Linked DNA regions of Mus musculus: region 1 is linked to region 2. The links are chromatin contacts, called in public HiChIP or PLAC-seq maps. All regions are on one chromosome and are shown on one strand. The core of a region is the stretch at or near the end of the contact, and the rest is flanking DNA. Distances in the headings are between cores, read along the strand shown.

Evidence for each region. HiChIP or PLAC-seq counts read pairs in DNA pulled down with a chosen protein or histone mark.
Region 1: an H3K27ac HiChIP or PLAC-seq map of neural progenitor cells shows a contact between it and region 2, with 2.5 times the contacts expected there. The contact joins two enhancer-like sites. A contact is called at or near these places in 2 of 15 datasets of contacts at CTCF or cohesin (the NIH/3T3 cell line and pro-B cells), 3 of 484 Hi-C or Micro-C datasets (embryonic stem cells and liver), 5 of 115 datasets of contacts at active chromatin or transcription factors (astrocytes, embryonic fibroblasts, embryonic stem cells and 2 more) and 1 of 9 other capture datasets (embryonic stem cells).

Annotation. Positions count from the first base shown.
Region 1 is chr9:72,190,153-72,194,068 of GRCm38.p6, forward strand. No RefSeq gene overlaps it. Among named protein-coding and RNA genes, the nearest start is that of Gm27188, 61 kb to the right of the region's middle. Within about 2 kb of position 2,644, at least 25 of the 459 cell types and tissues checked have an H3K27ac peak or open chromatin away from gene starts, as enhancers often do. A contact at or near this core is called in neural progenitor cells, where this site is marked.
Region 2 is chr9:72,084,445-72,088,249 of GRCm38.p6, forward strand. All of the region lies in intron 3 of Tcf12 (transcription factor 12), which reads right to left. Among named protein-coding and RNA genes, the nearest start is that of Tcf12, 25 kb to the right of the region's middle. Within about 2 kb of position 1,532, at least 25 of the 459 cell types and tissues checked have an H3K27ac peak or open chromatin away from gene starts, as enhancers often do. A contact at or near this core is called in neural progenitor cells, where this site is marked.

The sequences.
Region 1 (3,916 bases), core at 1,394-3,893, 110 kb after region 2:
CTTTGTAAGCCCTACAGAGCTGCCTTGATTTCTCCTTTGGGTGTGATTATCTGAGAGCAAGGCCAGCTCCATAGGTATGAAACTGCAGCCGCCCTAGGCCCCACAGGCAGAGGCTCCTCTTCTTGGATGCTGCTCTGTTGAAATCTCAAACACCTCAGAGATAAAATCGTGGTTTAACCCAGGCCTAGGAACACAACTAGCCTCCTGTAAGGAGGGACGGAGAGCAACATTGGCCCTTGAGAAAGTAGGTGAAGCTTACTAAGCTGGCCTCTTGGGAGTCCAGAGCAAAGAGCATCGTGAGTAATTGTTTCAGGATATATATTCAGATGGAGAACCATGTCCTGTAGAATTTATTCTTCCAGGAAGTTTCTCACACATCTAGATAGAGGGTTTTTTTAGAACTTCCAGAGAGCATAGCTATCCTTTAAAGGGGCTGTCATGTTAATGATCTACCTTTTTCCTGACTATAGGACTACTTAAAGTTTGAGCTGTAGCTTATGTGACTTCAGAACGTGGATTTTTATATTTTAATTGAATTCGTTTATCTTATTTTTGCTTTTGAAGGTTTTATTTTAATTGTGTTTGTGTCTGGGCTGGGGGAGGTATATGCATGTGAGTGTCATTGCTCATAGGTGTCAAAAGAGGGCGTCTGATTCTCCTGGAGCTAAGTTACAGGCAGTTGTGAGCCATCTGACGTGGGTGCTGGGAACTGTCCTCTGCAAGAGCAGCAAGCAGTCTTAACTCCAGCCCCCAGTGTGTTTTAGATGTACATATCACCTTGGAGCTAGACTTTACCTTGATGGACAGAGTAGCTCTGCACAGTCAGGTTCTGACCCTCTCCTTTGCTTACATTTTGCTTTGGTTTCACAGTAAGACTTAGATAGTGTCTGGAAGGATTTCTTAAGTTCAAAGTTATTAATGACTAATATGGAGGGTACAATTCTTGGTGTCTTTTCTTAAGTATAGAAAAGGCCCTTTCTGCCCATGAAAGCTAGAGCCTATGAGGAGATGGGTGGACAGATGAACTGCCCCACCCGATTCCAAGAGGAAGGAAAAAGGAAGGCAAAGCAGACACAAGAAGGCCAGAGGCCGGATTCTTGGCAATGAGTGGAGGTGAGGAGGCGGCAGTGGGAGGCAAGCTGACAGATAAGCATGAGCCATCGTCACCACGGAGCTCACATGACTGGGGATTGCACAGGTAGTCCAGCGAGTCCCGCGTTCTGACAGACCCAGTGGTTTTGAGAGCACAGAGGTACATCAGGGGGCTCCAGATATTATCAGCCAGAACATTCAGATGACCAGGACCATGAATTTCAGAGGTAATTTCCTCATATGTCTAGACAGGGAAAATAACACTGCAGTGACCACCAATTCAGAAAGTAGAAAACCTTGCCCCTGGATCATTGACCAGTGAGGTTCTAGGTAATGCTACCTCACAGCCATGTCCCTTCCCAATGTATTCCAGGCCCCGTACACACAGAAGCTAGCTTGGAAGAGAACGAAGGGATGGAGAGAAAATATAAACTAACAGAATTCACTTAAAGAGGTCATGTGAGTCACTCCATTGAACTAAGTTTAACTGAATTGAATAAACTTCAGGCTTCCTTTCCCAGCTCCCCATAGATGAGCAGTGGTGTTCGGGAAACGTAAAGACTTCTCTGGGTGTCTGACTGAACCCAGGAATGTAGTGACCCCACTACCAGCATGTCAGGCTTCTTGCCAAGCCTAGTATGTCCAGGTTTTGTCTGCATTGGGCTGACTCAGCTGAGGAAGATACCTACTCAACTGAGTCTAGGTACCAGCTACACCAGCATTGTGACAGAACTGGCCACTTGATCCCATAGATGGCTTCTCTTTGTGGATACTCAAAACCCAGCAAGAAAGGACATTTTTAAGCACACCTGGAAGGGACTTTTCTTTTGTCTGGATGAGGAAAAGGTTTTGAGATCAATAGGCAAGGAGTTATTTGGCAGGCTAAGGTCTCATTCCCTCATGCTTAATGAATCATATCCGGAATCAAGTAGGCAAGACACACTTGGACAAAATCCTAATATAGATATGAATCTAGGTCTAGCATCCTATCGGACTCTTGCTTGTACAATCCTCTGTGGGCTACACCACCACCTGCAGGCCAGCCCTAAAAAGTACATGTCCAAGAAAATGGCGGTGTTCCTGGACTAAGTTGCCCAGCCAAAATAGCTGCATTGTGCTTTGTTTATGCTTTGTTCAGTCCTGGGGTCAGGATCCTCATGGCTCATTTCCATATGGCTCAACTCCTAGAGTTTAGTAGACAATTCTTCACACATTTCTTCTCTTTGGCTGGCTCAGTAGAATGGAGGTTTTCTTGGTTCTCAGGTGCAAATGCAGCCTTCTAACCAGCCTTGTGTAATTCCTGCAGTCTTCCGTAATCTATGCGACACAGTCACTGTTTCCAGCCACTGAGATGAGAGCATTTTGTGCCAGACAGACCTGATGATTTTGCCCATGGGTTTCCTTCTCTAGGAAACTGCCTTTTGGAAATATTTAATTCCCTACCCCCTTGAGAGTAAGATCATTTGTCAGGAGGCTGGTGTGGTTAATTAGATGCAGGAATTCAAACCAATCACCTTCCCCCTTCCCCCTTCCCGAAGCACTTTGGATTTAACATTTCCTACGCAATCAGATGCAGCAGAATCCTGAGCGGAGGCTCAGGCACCACTTTTGGCAACCATCTGCTTGGAATTTCTTTTCTTTTTTTTTTTTTTAAAAGATTTATTTATTTATTATATGTAAGTACACTGTAGCTGTCTTCAGACACTCCAGAAGAGGGAGTCAGATCTTGTTACAGATGGTTGTGAGCCACCATGTGGTTGCTGGGATTTGAACTCTGGACCTTAGGAAGAGCAGTCGGGTGCTCTTACCCACTGAGCCATCTCACCAGCCCCTGCTTGGAATTTCAAGGAAGCTATTCCATCCTGTCCTGGTCTCCACCAAGAGGGCTTTGGGCCAGGCAGGATCTCCCATACCTGGGCTTGTATGCCATATAGGTGTAAGCACACAAGCTGAGCTACAGGATAAATAAAGCCAGTCATTGCTGTGGAGGAAACTGGGACAGATAAGTTTAGGGGAGAAAAATCAAACTCTATTTTGAAAATGTTTGATTTGAAATGCTTATTAGTTATCTGATGAAAACATTAAGTAGAAAGATTTGCTAAGTCTACAGCTTGGGGCGAAATGTCAGGACTGGAGAACATAGATCTGGGAGTTATTGACAAAGAGATAGAAGTTAAAGCCATGGGATAAGACCTCCTACAAAGCGAGCATGTATATCTAAAGAACAGGAGTTTACATGCCTCAAAAATTGGGATAAAAGAAAGGAGGCAGCAGACTTCTATGAAACCAATGAGGCATGGCAAAGCTGAACCCAGGAGAGACCACCAAGAGGCCTGTAAGAGCGGGAGCCACCAGAGCAGCTGCAGGGGGTAGATGGAGAAGAGCCCAGATCCTAGGGAGAACATATTTAAGGTGAAATAAAATGGGTGGATAACAAGACAGGTCAGTATAGACAGTAGATGATGGGTGGATAAAAGAGACAGAGATGCTGGATAAGCAATAGGAAGACAGCTGATTAAATGCATGACTTGGAAGGGAACTGTAGAGACGCTGGAGAGAATGAGACTGGGAAAGGCTTTCCATAGTGAGAGGGGATCCAGGACATAAGTGGCAAAGTCCAAGAGGCCTGGGTGGAAAGGGAATTTTAGTAAATGTGATGACGGGAAACATTCCAGTTGTCTTCTGGTCGCTTCTGCTTCAGTTATAAAAGGAGTGATGGCTTTGTTTTTGCCAGTTTCTGTGAGCCTTGGACTGAAACCTTTTCCTAGTTAGAACATCCTTCACTTTATCCTGAAGCTGAGCTAGAAGTCGTCAAGGCTTCTGG
Region 2 (3,805 bases), core at 282-2,781:
ATCCTTCCACAAGCACACCAATTTTTTACTTGCTATAATATATAATATCAAATTAAATCTGACAAGTCAGAGCCAAGACTATTTAAAAATAAACAGCTGCATCCACCAAAAAGTAAGGGGAAATTGTGCTAGGAATCTTTCTTGTTACAAAGCAGTTTTAAGATATGAAAGCCAAAGATCAACAAACTTAAGCAAAGATTTTCCCCCTTTTTTTAGATCTCAAAATACTCTTCCTACAAAATAAAAATAGTCTGTACCTTGATTTTAAAGGCTCCCTGCCCTTTTATTTTCACCTAAAAACAAAACCAAAAAAAAAAAAAAAAAAAAAAAAAACACATGCTAAGGACTCAATGGCCTAGTCAAAGGCAACAAAGCTAAACCCTATCTAAAACTAAACTGTTCCTGGGAACAAAATGTAAAGGGGATAAATAAGACAGGCCTGGTAATACATGTTATACACCAGAGGAGGCTGAAGCAGGAAGACCCCAAGTTCAAGACCTGCCTGGACTACACTGAGATCAAGGCCAGCTTGAGTAACTTAAGACCCTGTTTCCAAATATAAAAATGAAGTGGTTTGACTAGGTCTGCTCCCCACCCCCTCCAGTAGACTCATGTTTTGGAATGCTTGGCCCGTAGGAAGTAGCACTATTAGAAGGTATGGCCTTATTGGAGGAAGTGTGTCACTGTGGAGATGGGCTTTGAGGCCATAAATCTCTAAGCTCCGCCAGTGTAGAATCAGAGGCTCCTCCTGACTGCCTGCAGAAGATAGTCTCATGCTGCTGTCTGATCTATGGCTTCTCCAGCACCATGTCTGCCTGCATGTTGCCATGCTTTCTGTCATGATAATGGACTAAACCTCTGAAACCGTAGCCCTAATTGAATGTTTGCCTTGGTCATGGTGTCTCTTCACAGCAATGAAGCCCTAAAGAAAACAAAAGGAGAGTGGGACTAGAATTTGTACCTTGGAGATAAGAGACAAAGAGCACTTGCCAGAGTGCAGAAGGCTCTAGGTTCTATGCACAGCCCCAAAGTAAAAGATATATGAATGAACAACTGACATATGCAGAGATCAAGTATGTTTCCTCTTTCTTAAGAAAACTGCTTTTCACCTCTATTCAACTTATACCATTCCACATTCTATAGCAAAGCAAGGTGTGTTTTCTATATATTCAAAGTCTCTAAGTTAAAAGTAAATATAACAATAAAATCTAAAAATCAAGTTCTATTAAAATAAAAGCAAAGACTTCCTTAAAAGTCTGAAAAGTCATTTTATGACCCAAGTGTGCCTAGAAAACAAAAGCTAAAGTAAAAAGTTACATAAATGTTGAATTATCTTTTGTTATTAATAGTTATTTTGAGACAACAAATGTATAATTTAAAAAACCGGCCTTGACATATCATTCTAAATTAAATCTGCTTCAGAAATGTTTCCTGTCTTTAAGGAATGTTCTCACAATGTACAAACTGTGAGCATTCTCCTATAAAAACCACTAGATGGTACATGGGATACTGCAACCCATTTAAACACATACAATGGAGTCACTTTCCACTTCATTAGGAATGCCCATGCAACTTCCTCCCTGAGTCACGCTACTCACACTACTATTCTGAACAATTACTAGAATTTCAGTGGAAGAAAGAAATGGGAAGATATCTGAGCTCCACATCTGCACTGGACCATAACTATGAGAAACCTGGAAGTACTTCTTATACAAGTGGTTTGAACTAATTGTTATTAACAAAATAATAATCCAAAACTTTTTTGTGTGTTTCTGAAATATTTTCCTCAGTATGGTTAGAAGATTAGATAGATTACTTCCATTCCCAATTAAGCTACTTTCTTTAAAAGAGGCTATCTAATAAAAATTAAAGGCCAATGACTCCAAAGACTACAAACAACAACAACAAGGCATAATCTAATATGGGAAAATCCAGACCAGTGTTTAACCCATGGTGAATACCATTATCAAAATAACCAAATCCACTAGAAATCTGATGTACAAACTCAAACATTTTCACACCAAGTCACAAAAAAAAACAAAACAAACAAAACAAACAAACAAACACCAAACCAAAAAACAAACAAAAAATACTAAAAGCAGCTAAGTTTAACTACTAAAGTTATAGCTTTCAAACCCTCCTGGTTTTTTGTTTTCTTTTCTTTTTTAATCATGATTCACCACTGAATGGACTTTATACCACCACCCAGGATACATAAAATCTCCTAAAAGTAATCCTACAGAAGGACCATGTCCCTGTCACCTTTACACACTAACACTTAGAAGAGAACCTGCTATTACAAAACATGCAGAATGAACACTGGTTACATAAAGCCTGTAACTCAACTTTTAGAAAACTTTTTCATACAATAGTTTCTTATCTTGGTTTCTTTACTAAGAAATGCCATGTGTAAATATGCTACAGAAATTATTAAATCCTTGTCTAAATACAGCACTTTTAGGGCTGAAAAGATGTCTAAGCGGTTAAAGGCACTGGCTGTTCCTAGAGGACCCAGGTTAAGCTCCCAACACCCACATGGCAGCTTAAAACTGTGTGTGACTCCAGTTCTGATGATATGACAACCTTTTCCGGGCCCCACTGGCATCAAGCATACACGTGATACACATACACACATGAAGGCAAAACACTCAAGCATACACATGATACACATACACACATGAAGGCAAAACACTCAAGATATATAAAATAAAAATAAATAATTTATTTTAAAGCACTTTTAATTCACTCAAGCATGAGTTTCAAATCCTTTTTTTTACATCATACAGAGTTTTACATATAACATTTACAGCCAAAAATAAATCAAAAATATAAACCAGCCGGGCGGTGCTGGTGCCGCCTTTAATCCCAGCACTTGGGAGGCAGAGGCAGGCGGATTTCTGAGTTCAAGGCCAGCCTGGTCTACAGAGTGAGTTCCAAGACAGCCAGGGTACACAAAGAAACCCTGTCTAGAAAACCCAAATAATAATAATAATAAAATTAAAATATAAACCTACTGAATGCCTGTGTATTCTTTATGCTTTGAATAATTACTAAATAAAACAAAGAGATAAAAGAGAAATTTACATTTTAGTGATAAATAGAAAACTGGATCATAATTTTTGGTAAAACTTCTATTTAAATTATTGAGATTTAAATTGTATAATACATATTCATAACAATATTAAGATATATATATGTAAATTGCACTTCATTAGAGCACAGGCTACTGCAACATCTATTGAGATAAGTAGCTGAGAACACCTGAAAACCTAAGGAAAAACTTAAAAGTAATTTAATAAAATGACTAAGGATAAAATGTGAGATTTCAGCCGTACTACTCCAAGTTAACAATTGTTTTTTTGCCTTTTCAGAGTGCTATAACATGATCTCTTGTAGAAATCTTAAGCTTGGAGTTAGGGATGTAACTTAGAGTGCTGTCTTACTAAGCAGAAAACTCTGGGTTTGAGCTTTAGCACTACTTAAATCAGGCTTGTAGTCCTAGCAGTTGAGAAAGGAGAATCAGAAGTTCAAGGTCTTACTCAGCCACACAGCAAGTCTGAAGCCAGCCTGAGATACATGAGACCTGTCCTGTGTCACAAAGAAGAAACAGATATCATAAAATTATATTCTTTCTCTTTTAAAACCTCACTGGATTCAAGAGAATCAAACAAAGAAAATCAGTTAAAAGTAACCTGACTTTGGCTTTCATCTGTTTCTTACAGGCTGCAGTTTCTCTGTGGGAAGAATTTTGATAACAGCAAAGGTGGGTGAATCAACAGCAAGGATGAAGTTGGGGATGTTCTAC